Linked DNA regions of Sus scrofa: all the other regions are linked to region 1. The links are chromatin contacts, called in public HiChIP or PLAC-seq maps. All regions are on one chromosome and are shown on one strand. The core of a region is the stretch at or near the end of the contact, and the rest is flanking DNA. Distances in the headings are between cores, read along the strand shown.

Evidence for each region. HiChIP or PLAC-seq counts read pairs in DNA pulled down with a chosen protein or histone mark.
Region 2: an H3K27ac HiChIP or PLAC-seq map of alveolar macrophages shows a contact between it and region 1. The contact joins the promoter of ALG5 here to the promoter of PROSER1 in region 1. A contact is called at or near these places in 1 of 5 promoter capture datasets (fetal liver) and 1 of 2 datasets of contacts at active chromatin or transcription factors (alveolar macrophages).
Region 3: an H3K27ac HiChIP or PLAC-seq map of alveolar macrophages shows a contact between it and region 1. The contact joins the promoter of FOXO1 here to the promoter of PROSER1 in region 1. A contact is called at or near these places in 1 of 47 Hi-C or Micro-C datasets (embryonic fibroblasts) and 2 of 2 datasets of contacts at active chromatin or transcription factors (alveolar macrophages and skeletal muscle).
Region 4: an H3K27ac HiChIP or PLAC-seq map of skeletal muscle shows a contact between it and region 1, with 4 times the contacts expected there. The contact joins the promoter of VPS36 here to the promoter of PROSER1 in region 1. A contact is called at or near these places in 3 of 47 Hi-C or Micro-C datasets (embryonic fibroblasts, heart right ventricle and subcutaneous adipose tissue) and 2 of 2 datasets of contacts at active chromatin or transcription factors (alveolar macrophages and skeletal muscle).
Region 5: an H3K27ac HiChIP or PLAC-seq map of alveolar macrophages shows a contact between it and region 1. The contact joins the promoter of SLC25A15 here to the promoter of PROSER1 in region 1. A contact is called at or near these places in 1 of 47 Hi-C or Micro-C datasets (heart right ventricle) and 1 of 2 datasets of contacts at active chromatin or transcription factors (alveolar macrophages).

Annotation. Positions count from the first base shown.
Region 1 is chr11:14,182,427-14,185,126 of Sscrofa11.1, forward strand. It overlaps PROSER1 (proline and serine-rich protein 1), which reads right to left and starts at 1,420. Exons shown (of 13, transcript XM_021065266.1): 1 at 557-1,420. The coding sequence starts at 601. NHLRC3 (a long non-coding RNA gene) reads left to right here and starts at 1,710. Exons shown (of 10, transcript XR_002336530.1): 1 at 1,710-2,029; 2 at 2,214-2,372; 3 at 2,658-2,700.
Region 2 is chr11:12,814,557-12,817,256 of Sscrofa11.1, forward strand. It overlaps ALG5 (ALG5, dolichyl-phosphate beta-glucosyltransferase), which reads right to left and starts at 1,413. Exons shown (of 10, transcript NM_001244320.2): 1 at 1,321-1,413. The coding sequence starts at 1,386. It overlaps EXOSC8 (exosome complex component RRP43), which reads left to right and starts at 2,525. Exons shown (of 11, transcript XM_021065264.1): 1 at 2,525-2,590. The coding sequence starts at 2,574.
Region 3 is chr11:15,408,694-15,411,393 of Sscrofa11.1, forward strand. FOXO1 (forkhead box protein O1) reads right to left here and starts at 1,366. Exons shown (of 3, transcript XM_021065269.1): 1 at 690-1,366. The coding sequence starts at 1,340. It overlaps LOC102160118 (a long non-coding RNA gene), which reads left to right and starts at 1,940. Exons shown (of 5, transcript XR_001299536.2): 1 at 1,940-2,351.
Region 4 is chr11:15,734,098-15,736,853 of Sscrofa11.1, forward strand. It overlaps VPS36 (vacuolar protein-sorting-associated protein 36), which reads right to left and starts at 1,372. Exons shown (of 13, transcript XM_005668376.3): 1 at 1,195-1,372. The coding sequence starts at 1,290.
Region 5 is chr11:15,492,768-15,495,467 of Sscrofa11.1, forward strand. SLC25A15 (solute carrier family 25 member 15) reads left to right here and starts at 1,409. Exons shown (of 7, transcript NM_001243910.1): 1 at 1,409-1,671. LOC106505276 reads right to left here and starts at 1,971. Exons shown (of 3, transcript XM_021065390.1): 1 at 1,949-1,971; 2 at 1,241-1,878. The coding sequence starts at 1,971.

The DNA.
Region 1 (2,700 bases), core at 170-2,669:
TACGTACTATCGCCCCAAAACGCAGCAAAAACGTGGAAAGCAGAGAAAAAAAAGTTTTAAAATTCAGGTTAGTGAAGCTCATTCCTATGACCTTAACCTTAATGCTACACTTTTTATTAGGACGCTAATTTTGCCCTCCCAGGCAACAAACATAGTCTGCTTATTCTCAAGACTTAAAAACACTTTCCGTAATAATAACTACCATTAAAGGAACTTTCTAAGTATTATTTCTAGTTCCCAGTCACTCTTATGTTACTGAAAGATGAGGAAATCGCCTCGGAAATATTAAAATCACTTATCCGAAAATACGGAGCTATTAAAAATGATCTGTAGAGCTCGGGATTCGGAACCCGGACTCTGAAAACAACCTCCGCAACACCGCACTGATCTCAGCCTTAACATAATTTCCGTTTGTATCGTGAAATGCATCAAGATAACGTTTCTACACTCCACGTTAAAATTCCAACTTTTTGCAATCCTATTATTTTACACGCAGTCCCTGAAAGAGAATAAGAGAATTCTTAGCTCACAGAATTAAGGAATTAAGTGCAATTACCTTTCTAATTTCATCCAGCACCGTTTCAAAGGACTTTTTGTCCATCTTGACTACTAGCTCCACGAGGTTTTAACAGTTACACTTTCAATTACAAAATGTTCATCCCTCGTCTGCTCCAATAGTAAAAATGTTTACCGCTGAGAAAGAAAAAAAGACTCAAGGAGCAGGAGAAAGGATGCGAAGAGGTAGAGTACTTCAAACGCTGCAAAAATTTCCAAAAATGGAGACTTATAAAAACTTTTTACTAAAAACGAAACCCGTCAGGCTTCCCCAGCTTCTTTACACAAAGCAGCAGGAACCCTCGCGGAAGAGCCAGGTCCTCTCTGAGTCCCGCAGAAAAACCCGCGGTTCGCAGCCCGAGGCAGACCGTCGGTCCCTTCAGCCGAAGGCCAGGTGCCGCCGTCGTGAAGCCGCCTTTCCAGGTGGAGCGGCCCAGAGAGTAGAGGCACCTGCGCCCCGAAACCGATGGGCGGCAAGGAAGGAGGCACTGGTTTCCCGGCCCGCACCAGCGCCTCGGCCGCCGGCCGCCTCTCACCGCCGCAAACCTGGCCTCATGGCCTGACTAGCGCTCACTCCCAGCAGCTCCTCGGGACTCCTCGGTCCCGCAGCCCGGGCAGCGGAGGCCTGGCAGGCTCTTTGTTACCAGGTGCCACCGCTTCCGGGAGCGGGCCGGCGGCCGGAGAGCTCCAGGAGCCGGGCAAAGGGGGGAACGCTCCCGGGTAGGGGGACTCCCGAATACCGCAGCGCCAAGAGCGCCAGGAGCCCCTCCTGGTTACCCCCACAGCTTCCCCCTGGCTCCTGGGGGCCTTCAATAGGGCCCGTCGCACCCGAGTAAACTCAACTCTGCGCCGCCAGCTTAGACCACGCCTTCAGGAGCGACTTTAAAGGGGTCCTGGTGTGGGAATGTAGATGTCCATGGCGCATGCCTGGGTGTCTCGAAATTGGATGCAGCTGATGTTCGTCCCAGAACCCAAAAGTTATTTTTTGAGGGTCACACCCTTGATTCTAGGATTTGATTGTGCCAGTTTGTGATTGCTAAATCTGAATTTAAAAGAATGAATGTGGAGTTGTTAAGGCATATCTACGGGCGCCCCGATACTGGCGTACCGGAGATCTCCGCAGCGTGGAAGGTCCGAAGGGTGGTCACGGGGTAAAACGAGGCACGTGATATGAGGGCGGGGGCGGGAACGAGTTGGGAACCCAAAACCTCAGTTCTGATTTTCTGTTACTTGGGTCTCTGCTGCCTTTTCGTTCTCGAACCCCGCGCATCCAGGGAAAGGGGTTTGGAGCTAGGAACTCGGGAAGCGACTAAGTGCGTGGACTTGAGGCTGTCCGGTGGCCCCCAGCCGCCTGCCAATCCTTTTCCCTCACCAGACTTCCCGTCTGGTCATGGCGAGATTCTGGGTCTGCGTAGCCGGCGCTGGCTTCTTTCTTGCATATCTGGTTTTACATTCGCATATTTGTGGCTCTTCGGTGAGTTGGATTGTGAGGAAACGGCTGGTGGGTGTGTGGATAGCACTGTGGGGAGGAGGTCTTGGGATGGAGTTGGAGCTGGTTTTCGCACTAGCTGGGCTCAAAACCTGCACCGGGGGCCGAACCGCCGACGTGTTGCTTGTCTCAGTGTTAAAACGTTTTCCTATTTTCTTTTCTTACGCAGCTCCCACTACGTCTTCATTTTGCTTTTAAATTTTCCTGGAGAGCTGAGGAAATCCTTTACCGGCTGGATGTGGATTGGCCCACGTATTCAGAATACTTTACTGGAGCAACATTTTGTGTTGCAGTTGATTCCCTCAACGAATTGGTTTATGTAGCCCAAGTAAGTAAATTTTTTTCGGAGTTATGAACATGAAGAAGACAGTTTTCCTGTATTAAGTCCATATATACGTTTATGTTTTGCCAATTGTGAAATTTTTTTTTTGAGTTAAAGTTAACATTTTAATTTTGAATGTGGTAGATAATAATGTTGTTAGGTTTCGTAGCAGGTTTTTTAAACGTGACTGAATTTCTCGATTAACTTTTAAATTTTGTTTCTCTTTGCCAACATAAAGATTGCCTCTTTAAAACGGATCTTACCTAAGCAGTTATTTTTGTGTACCTTTAGAGAGGGGATAACATCCCAAAGGTATTAGTGTTCACAGAGGATG
Region 2 (2,700 bases), core at 163-2,662, 1.4 Mb before region 1:
CTGTATAGCACAGGGAACTATATCCAGTCTCTTGGGATAGACCATGATGGAAGATAATATAAGAAAAGGAATATATATATATATAAATATATTACATATATATATGACTGGGTCACTCTGCTGTACAGCAGAAATAGGCACAACATTGTAAATCAACTATACTTTAATAAAATAAAGTGTTTTTTTTAAAGTATTTCCAAGACAATCTCATAACATACACATTTAAATACGTGCAAGAGTCAACATTAGGCAGATTCAATTTAGGATTCTGTCAAACTCTGCCCCATCCTAAAGCTAACCTCCCCCGACTCCCCAAATGTCCATATACTAAGGGCAAAGAGGATTCCTTTCCCACCCAAACACACAAACACTGAAGAAGTCAGGATATATTGCTGTTTCTCTAAACTACTTTTAAGCTGTAAAATTCTGGCAAGATGGCAAAGTGGCCTTCCTAGCAATGCTATCTAGGCTGCCAACTTCAAAGTCAAGGAAGCAGGAACCTCTCCATTCACTAACTAGGTGCCAGAGAGTTGGGGCGGGGTGGTAGAGTAATTCACTTGACGCTTTTTCTACTCCATTTACTAACTAGATGACAGACCCATTCCAAAACACATGGGAGAAAGTTCACTTGGCAACTTTTCTACTACTTTTGGATCAGCAAGTGTTACAATGATTCTGTGTTTCCACCGTAATGGCAAAGAAAATCCGAGCTTAAGTTCTACTGTGTTGCCTCATTTAGAGGCAGCAAACTTAAGGTGTTGAATTCTGGGACATATTGACCCCCAGCATATGGTAACACTGGCCTTGTCTAGGTATTCCTGTGACCCCAGTGGGTCTCCTTAATGCACGAGTCTAACCAATCCCGTAACAGATGGCACTTGTCAGTGCTGCCACCACTTTCTATTTCCTTATCTACATCGGGAAGGGAGAGCCTGCAAAGCAAACATCTGGGGGCTCAAGACCTCCCTGGTGGGGCCAGAACTGCAGCGACTGCAAGGCCGGGAGGAAATGCTGGAGAGGTCGGGACAGACGCGGCGGGCGGCAGAGGGTCCGGAGACTAGGGGGCGAAAGAAGACAGGGTGGGCATGGCCCAGTGAACCCAAGTTCTAGGCTCTGGACACGCAGGGAAATAAAGCTCCAAGATAAAAATAAAGAACGTTAGAAAGATGCGTAAAATTCTAGCAGAAGAAATTCTGGGGTCGGAGCTTAGGTGAAGCATGGTTCAAGGGACACGTCGAAGAACCGGCAGTGCGGAGGAGAGGATGCCTGGGGGCCGAGTCTCCACCCGCACCCGCGTCGGTCCCCAACCCCTCTCCTCACCAGAATTAGGGCTGCGGCCGCCAGCCCCGCGCCAAGCACGGCCAACTGCAGCAGGAGCGGAACCATACTCCATGCCCAGAGGCCGCCGCCGCCCGCCCTCTGCAGCGCCTACACACACGCGGAAGTGCAGCCGCGGGCCCCGCCTCCCGCCCGCAGAGAGGCCGCGCCGGTCGGGCGCCCGCCGCCCACAGCGCCGCCGCGCGGCGAGGCGAGGAATACTTAGCGGTGTGAGAGACGCTCAGTCCTTGCGAGGGGCAGGCGCTCACTCAGTTCCACAGTAGCAGGGTTGCCAGATTTAACAAATAAAAGTACAGGATATCCATTTAATTTGAATTTCAGATAAGCAACGAATCGTTTTATTTAACAGCATTATTAAAATACAACTCACATACCATACAATCCACACATTAATTTTTTCAAACTCTGATAATGTAAAACATAAAATTTGGCACTCTATACACTTTACGTGTACACTACAACGACATTAATTGCATTTACAATTTCTTTCAACCATCGTCACTATTTCTAAAACTTTCCCAGTTATTCCCCAGCTTCTGGTAGCAACTAATCAAGTGAAAATTTTTTCTTGTACCCACAGTAACAAACTACTCTTTATCTGACATTCAAATTGAGTTGGATGCCCTGTATTTTATCTGGCAACCCTATCTAAGAGGGAGGTGTAGGTCTTGAACCATGACACAGTCTACAACAAAACTGCTCCTTTGGAGCCCGGTCAGGTTGCTTGGTGCGGATAAGGAGCGAGCAGAAAATTTAGGTGATTCTTCCGTGCTGGAGCAGGGAGGACTTTACCTGGGAGGAGGCAAGCCCAGGGCCCAGTCAAGAAGGGGGCGGGAAAAGGATGCTGAAACACTGGAGTAATGCTCCACACTCAAATACTTGATCCTCTGATGTAAGGTAGGTTTTCTCCTGAGTCTTGAACTACCACAGTTTCTAAACAGACACTGGTCACTTCTCTAATAGCCGATTCGTCAAAACACGCCAAAAGCAAGGAAACCTTGAAGGGCGTCTGGCTAGTGGCGGTCGAAGGGAAGGCATGCAGGAAACAATCCCCGCCCCGCCTGGCTTAGCTCTCCCCCATTGTACTCTGCCTTCCAGATACCAGGCAGCAGAAAGGCACAAACAAACATCAGTGTTGAAAGTGCCGCGGCGGAGCAGCTGCGCGGGCCAGAGGTGAGGCGATACCCAGGCGCAGGCGCAGGCGCAGGCGCAGGCGCAGGCGCGCGGGCGGGAAGATGGCGGCCGGGTTCAAGTGAGTGTGGCTGCACGGCGGGCGGGAGTTCGTATCCTAGCGGATTGCAGCTTCATTTACTCTTTAGGTGGGATTTTTCTCACCGAGAGACCATCCCACCGGACGCCCAC
Region 3 (2,700 bases), core at 116-2,615, 1.2 Mb after region 1:
GACGCTACCTCTGGCTCTGCGCGCCCGGACCCCTGCACTCGAGGCCACTTAGAATAAAATCAAAATAAAACAAAATGCATACGGCCTCCAAAAACCGCGCGGCCAACCTCCACGGGCCGGCTGCCTCGCGCCCTGCCTGTCCCCTCCACCTGCAGCCCCGTCCCCCAGCGGCGGGGCTCCGAGGCCCCTCGCAGCGGCCTCCCCCGCCCAGCGCTGCGGAAACGGCTCCGCGGGGCGGCGGGGAGCTGGGGGGCCGCGGGGGAGGAGGGGAGCCGCCCTCACCCCTGAGGTCGTGGAGGGAAAGGAGCAGCGGCAGGAGTTCGCGCGGGCCGTGGAGAAGGGGGGGCAGGTCGCAGTGAACCCCGCTCTCCGTTCACTGGAGAACTTTTTTTCTGGTTGCTCTGAGGTCCACTTCTTGGCGTACTTTTTTCACTACTTCGGTCCCAACTCGCCCCTTCCCGCTCCCGCTCCAACTCTCACGAGAGCGTACACACAGACGTTTATTCCAATCCTCCGACGGGTCCGAGGCAAGCCCACCACCCACCTCCGATGCTTCTTGCACGCGCTGCCCGCGTGCCCTGCACTTTCAAGCCAAGCAAATTTGCACAGCCGTCCCCTCCGACCTAAGGCGGAGGCAGGGCTTCCCGTGCCCCCCTCCCGCTCCAGCCGTGCGCCCCGAGGCCACTCACCTTCCAGCCTGCCGAGCTGTTGCTGTCGCCCTTATCCTTGAAGTAGGGCACGCTCTTGACCATCCACTCGTAGATCTGCGATAGCGTGAGCCGCTTCTCTGCCGAGCTCTCGATGGCCTTGGTGATGAGGTCGGCGTAGGACAGGTTGCCCCACGCGTTGCGGCGGGACGAGCTGCTCTTGCGCGGCTGCCCGGCAAGCGACCCGGCGGCGGCGGGGGGCACAGGCGGGTGCTGCGACAGCGGCCCGGGCGGCGGGGGCTGCTGCGGCGGCGCCGGGTGCAGGCAGCCCGCCTCTGGGCCCTGGAAGTCCCCGCACAACCCCCCGGTGGCAGCAGCGGCGGCCGCCGCCGCCACCGCGGCTGCCGCCGCCGCCGCCGCCGCCACGGAGCCGGGCGCCTGCTGGAAGTCCCCGCTCTCCTCCAGCAGGCTCAGGTTGCTCATGAAGTCGGCGTTGACAGCGGCCGCCGAGGCCGAGGGCAGGCCCGCGGCAGCGTCGGGGTTCGCGGCTGGGCCACCCGACGGCGCCGGGCTGGAGGTGGCCGAGTTAGACTGGCTAAACTCCGGCCTGGGCAGCGGCCAGGTGCACGAGCGCGGCCGGGGCAGCGGCTCGAAGTCCGGGTCGATCTCCACCACCTGGGGCGCTTCGGCCATGGTGACCCCCGCCCCTCCCCCAGCAGCGGGATTGCCAAGAAGTGCGAGGGCGCTGCACCAGGAGCTGAGGGGAGAGGGCGCGAAGAGCCGGTCCGAGATTTTGGGGGGCGAGGTCGGTGCCGCGGGCGGACGGAAACCCGGAGCAAGACGCGGCGGCGAAGTGGAAGCGCGAGCCCAGAACTTAACTTCGCGGGTCCATCAACATCTAGGCTCCTCCAGGTCCGCTGCACGGACGGGACGGCAGGCCAGAGTCGCCCAGCCCAGGCAGCGCCAGCGTCGCGCTCCTACTGACACGGCCCGAAAACCGAAGGAAGGACGGGCGCCGCGGGCCGCTCACTCTCCCCGGCGGCGCGACCGCGGCGCTGCTGCCTGTTGAATGTGGCGGCGGCGGCGGCGGCAGCGGCGGCTGCTGCTGCGACTACGCTGCCGCCCGACTTACGGGATCTGCCGCCGCCCCCCGCCCGCGGCGGCGCGCGCGCTTGCCCGCCCCTGACTGATAGCCCCAGCAGCCAATGAGCTCGCGGCGGCACCGCCCAGGCAGCCAGTGGACGCCGGCCTGGGCGGGGGCTGGTTTTCCAGCGGGAGGTGGCAGTGGGTTGGTGGGGGTAGTGGGGTGTTTTTTTCTTTCTCACACACGCACAGTCTCCCTCACTCTTTTTTTTTTTTTTTTGGCTCTCTGTTATTATTTTCTGGTAATTTTCGAATGTTTCTGTGAGTCTCTCCGCTCTCAGTGTTTTGATTGCTGTGAGGCAAACCAGCGTGGAGGCGGCGGCGACACTTTGTTTACTACCGGGGAGCAGAACCGAGTACTCGGGAAGCCCGAGTGGAACGAGTCGCTCGCTTGCCCTCGACCTCCGCTCCGGGCCCAAAGCCGGGCGGGGCGGGGGCCGGAGACGCTGGGCGCTTCGGGGGCGCTGAGTGGGCGGGCGGAGGCGGCCTCGCGGAATTCTGCTCAGTCGCCCCCTCTCGACTCCGCCCTCGACTCCTTTGCTGAGAAACGCGGGGAAGTCGGTGGGTTTTGTTTTTGTTTTGTGTTTTTTTCCTTTTCCTGCGATGTATCGAGTCCTCGGGCCCCGCGCGAGCCGCGCACGCCTCCAGGGGCCCGGGCTCTGACTGTCGTGTCCGCGCGGAGGACGCCCTGGCCGCCGCCTCCGCGACCGGAACCCACCTGTCTGCGCCCGAGGGCTGAGCCTCTGAGGTCGAGTGTAGCCGGGGGCCCGTTGTCCGGCCCAGCACCCGCCAGCCGGGTTCCCTCCATTCTTGACCTGAAAGAGTGGAAGCGAGAGAAGGGGGCTCGGCGCGGGCTGCAGATAGTCCTACTTCCCACGCACCCTCAGACCCACAGGCGTCCTAGCCCTCG
Region 4 (2,756 bases), core at 122-2,621, 1.6 Mb after region 1:
TGTCCAGAATTACAGTTGGGCGGGTGGGGAAAACCTCCAGCTCCCCGAGGGCCAGGGCTGGGGAGGGGGGTTGATTTGTTTCCCATTTACGACAAGAGTTCCAAAGGTGTAACCTCGGTTTGAAAACCCAAAAACCTTTAGCTTGTTGCTCCAACCAAAAGATGCCAGCCCAATACAAGATCAAATTAATGAAAGGACTGAAGCAGTAAACAGAGTTGAGGCCAACGAAATGATTTAAGGAAAAGACTTTGACTCCAAAATGGAAATATGAAACAATGCCCTCCAAGAGGCAGAGAACCTTGGGCCCTCGGTCCCGTCAGCCTTGCCTCCGAAGGAAGGTTGTGACCCAGGCCCTCTGCTACCTTCAAGGCAGGAGGCCTCCAGCTTCTGCAAAGCATGATCAGGAAAAGCTGAGTCCAGGAACCCATGCAAAAGTACAACAGGAAGTTCCTCTAACGAAACTGCAAGGAAGTAGAGGGTGCAGGGAAAACTTGTGCAAACGAAAAACGCTGGGGAGGAAACGGGTTTTTAAATTTTTTTTTCCTAATTCCAGCTTATACATTTCCCCAGAACAGGATGACAGTTTGCAGTTTGAGAGAAGTCTCCAGGGAATGTCTTACACAGTATTTTTCCCTCTCAGTTTGCAAACAGATCTCCTAAGGTTTAAGCTCGGGTGACCAGGCATGGCCTACTACATCGCTGTACAAAGCAAATCATCAAAACCCTTTTCTTAGGTCACCCCCTCCCCCCAAAAAAACCCGCAGAGCCTTTGGCCAAGGCGTCCCAAGGAGAGGCTGACACCTCCTTTCGAGGTCCTTCCAAAGCCGTCCCCCAGACGCTCCGGCCGCGACAGCCGGGAGTCCCCCGGGCGCCCCCAGGTCCCAGCGCCGAAGCCACGCCCGGTTCGCGAGCGCAGGACCCGGGGCCTCCCGACGAGGGCGGAACCGGCCTGCCCGCCGCCCGTCCGCCGCGATCGGGGCGCTGAATCCGGGTTCCCAGACCGCGCCGCGCTCGGCCCGCGCCCTCCGAGCGGCCCGAAGGAGTCTCTCCCGGGCCGGAGGGGCCGCCACCCACCGCGTCCCCGGGAGCCGTTCCAAAGTCGGGCCGAGCCGAGCGCCGGACGGGCTCCGGCGGGCGGGGGCGGCGCCGAGAGTCGAGCCGGGGGCCGGGGAGCGACCCGGGCCGCCTCCCTACCTTCTCCTCGCCGTCGTAGATGCGCACCCCGCGCTGCTGGATCACCAGGGTCTCGTTGATCTCCAGGAGGCCGCTGGTCCACACGAAGCGGTCCATGGCCGCCGCCTGGCCGGCCCCCGCCTCACTCCCGCGCTGGCGCTCCGGGGCGGCCAGCCGAGCGCCGGGCAGCCTGCGGCGCCCTCTGGCGGCAGGCGGAGAGGAGGCCGGCAGGGAGGGAGAGGTCCAGCCCGGCCGCCCTGGGGAGCGCGCGCCGCCGGGGGGCGGGAGGGCGCCCGGAGACCTGGAGACAAGCTTGGCGCGCCCTCTGGTGGTACATCCGCCAATGGCCCGGGGGGAACTTCCACCCCATCCTTTGTCCAGATGGGGCACAAACCCAGATCTTACAAAGGACTTCGAGGGAGCCCAGATTGCAGCCTGGACCTCCTTATTGTGCATTATTCCTGCATATTTGTGCCATTTCCTTCTCAGTGCCCAGCATGCTGTCATATTCATTCAAAGCTGTAAATGATGACTTTTTTCCCTAATGAATATTTATGACCTGAATTCTTTTCACATAGCTTCAGTCAGTGTATAAGTACTTATTTTGTGCTCTCCTCTTTTTTCCCATTAAAATCATCTTTATTTAAACACTTGCATTAACATAGACCTCATGAATTTACTCCAGATAATATTCAGTGTGTAGATGTCTTAAAATTTACCTGTGGGTTGGTCCCCACAAACTGGTCCCTGAGTGCTACTCCCATCTGCTGGGCCTCTTGCTGCTGTCCCTTTCATTTCTTTAGATATTTTACATTATAAATGAAGCACCTATATTTGTACTTCTGCAACTGAAATGCATTTTCCCCTTTAGGATTATTTTCTTAAAGTGTCTTCCCAAAGTAGAATTACAGCTTTAAAGAGACCCTGCTACATACTGGGGACTTATTTAGCTAGGATGTGCTGCCACCAGCAAGTCAGTCTTTACCCAGGCCAAGTCGCTTTGACTACATTGAGTGTTATCCCTTCTGTAAATTTTTTTACCACTCAACTGTTTATTCTTGTTTCCTTTGTGTGTGTGTGTGGATGAGGCTATTTCTGAATATCTGTTATTCTTTGATTATCTTTTAATCCAAAGGAAATCATCTCCCTGAAGCTAACAGCTCACACTGTACAAAATTGCTCAGGAACATGGGACAATTCATTGAGACCAAAGTAACACAGGTCAGGGGAGGAAAGGGTGCAGAAAAGGAGGTGGAGCTGCTGGGGAGGTTGGGCGACAGCAGGAGGGTGTGGAATCCTGGAAACCAAGTGGAAAGAGGGTACAGGCGGAAGGACGGGTGGGTCAGGGGACTGATCACTGCTTTTACCCTGTGGATGTTTGGTGGCCTTGGCAGGAGTGGGTCCAGTGGGGTGGTGGAAGACCATCTTCGTGGAGTGATTTTTTTAAAAGAGAAAAAGAGGAGAGGACTTACAGGCAGGGAACTAGACGAGCCTTTGGAAGAATTTGGTTGGTTTGGTTTTTATGTGTTGGTTTCTTTGCCCAGAAGCAGAAGGGGAAGTGAGATTGCCAGAGAGTTTGGTTG
Region 5 (2,700 bases), core at 159-2,658, 1.3 Mb after region 1:
TGGGCTTCATCTTTCAGGTTTGCAAGAGCCTCTGGGCCAGGCGCTGCGGAAAGGCCCAGTCCTCTAGGATGTTGTACTGTAGGTTCTGCTCCTCATCTGCTGCCCACTGGTTATGTTACATGTCACTTTGGGCAAGTCACTCAAAGCCCCTGGCTTGTTTCTATAATGAAGTTATGTTCTGGAAGCTTGAGTTCTAAAGTGCTGATTTTGGGAGAAGACAGTCTTGTGCTGTGTTGAGGAGCCCCTCATTCACCAGGAGCTCGGACGCCTTCATAGCACCTCCTTCCTCCAGAAGGTCTAGTCAGCTGTGCATCCATGTTTAAAGACTCACACAAGTTACCTCAAATATTTGTCACTGGCCCTCACATAAAATCACTTAAATATACATTGGCAGTAGTCAAACATCACATCCAAACAGGGCAGAAAGTTGTAAAAGAAAATGACGGCACGTTTTAAGGAAGAAAACTGTGTAGAAAAGTCAAATAAATCCATGAAGTTTGAACCAAGGCCCTCTGAAGGCCATGGCTGTGACACTGAGCACCTGTCAGTAATAGACCAAGACCTTTCCAACTGAGTGGATCTGTGTCTAGTGCACTAGAGAAAATTCCTTTACTCCTGGTACACAAGACTTCTTTTTTAAAAAGGGCCGCACCGGTGGCATATGGAAATTCCCAGGCTGGGGGTCGAATCAGATCTGCAGCTGCCAGCCTACCCAAAGCCACAGCCACCAGGGATTCTAGTGGATCTGCTTCCTCCACCACAGCTCACGATAACGCTGGATCCTTAACCCACTAAAGGAGACCAGGGATCCAGCCTGTGTCATGGACACTAGTCTGCTTGGTTACTGCTAAGCCACAACAGGAATTCCCAACAGACTCCCTGAATTGAGCTTTTTAATAAAATGCCGGAGAGCCATAGAACCAACTATAATTCATTAGGAATTGAGAAGACATTTAGGGCTATAGTTTTCATCGGTGGGTGTGCTTTTCCAAATGTCATCAGTGGAGCCGGAGCTCCTCGAAGAAGAATTAGTGGGAAATGTTTTGGGTTTGGTTTTCACCAGCAATAAGTGAATTTATTTTCCATCACTACCTTTCCAGTACTTTCGTACTCAATTATAAAATGAGAGCCTTGAGTTTCGAGTCCGAGCAAGGTTAACCAGCGTAAAGGCATCAGTCACTCGTCCAAACTCCGGGCACCCTCAGCCCCCTCCCTGAGATCTCACTAGAATCGAGCTCACCGAGCGCTTCCGGGAACCGCGAGGCACGAAAGCAACGTGGAGGCCTGGGCTCCCAGCCCTCCCGCCAGCCCCGCCAGCCCCGCCAGCCCCGCCAGCCCCGCCAGCCCCGCCAGCCCCGCCTGCTCCCGGCGAGGGGCGGCCTTTTGGCCTGAGCGCGTCGCCGCACCGCGCCGATTTCCGCTTCCCCGGCGCGCGGCTGGGGGCTGGCGGGCAGGAGGCTCACCGGCCCAGGCCGGCCCCGCGCAGCCCGCCCCGGCTGCAGGGGCGCTCCTGAGCCCGCGGGGCCGCCTGCAGGGAGCAGTCCGGCGCGGGAGGCGGGGCGGAGGGCAGGCCTGGCGCCGACGTGTGTGTGAAGCGGCCGCCCCCGCAGCCCAGGGAGAGTCGAGAGCAGGCGGCGGAGCGCGAGCAGGACGCAGCCGGTCGGCTCGGCGGTGAGCGCAGCCCCGCCGGGCGCTCGCGGGCTGCAGGGAACTGGCCGGGAGGAGGGAGTGGGGAGCGGGCGGGCCTCCGCGCCTGAGCGGCGTGACCTTTCCGGGCAGCTGGGATCCGGGGTCTCGGACCCGCCGCACACGTGCCCGGGGACCCGCGGGCGCCCCACTCCCGGGCGCTGCCCCGGGCTCGGCGGAGACTGCGGGGCTCTGCGGCCTCCTGCCCGCAGTGGTCAACTCCTGGGAAAGGTTGTCCTCCTTTGCCCCCTCGTCGTGTCACCGAGCCTCCGGGCTCCGCGCCATCTGAGTCTCGCGCCGGACGGGGCGGAGGCGCTTATGAATGGGAGACTCGCAGATTGCTGGGCAGAGTCAGCGAACCGGGAAGACCAAGTTAGAAGTCGTTTCCCTAAGCCGCCCCTCGTGCGGACTGGGATCCCGAGCCCCCGGAGCTGGAGCCCCTTCCCGGCTGCTGAGCAGCGAGGCCGGTTTGCATCCCAACGCCCTTGGGCTTCAGCTCTGGGCGGTCTGGATGGAGGGCGGCCTCCCACCGCGCCAGCTTCGGCCTGAAGCTGGAATCTTCCCGGAGCAATTCGTGTTAATTAGTGGGGAATGAGGCCTCCTCGGATTTTCCCCCAAGAAAAGAGAATTTCCCCAAGGAACGGGAAGATATTTGGCGCTGTTTCTTCTGGAGTCGGACTTTGGTGTAGTTTGAAAGAGGGGTAAAAGGGACGCTGTAAGGACTTAGTTTTTCTGTTCCACGGGTACCAAAGGCTCACGAATCAATGTAATTAAGTCATGCTAATCAGTCTTGCCTCTGCAAGACCTGTTATCTTCAAGCCAAACCTACGCTTAATTTGAAACAGTTGCCCACACCTTCTGAGTTACTCTGTGTTCTGTTTACTGTCCTAAAAATTCTACAAGCGGTTATTTGTAGCAGTTGATGCGTTTCTGACTTTTACCTAAAGGGGTTGACTTCGCATTGATGAGATAGTACCATCTGCTGTGCCTCTTTCCTGCTAAATTAAGAAAGAG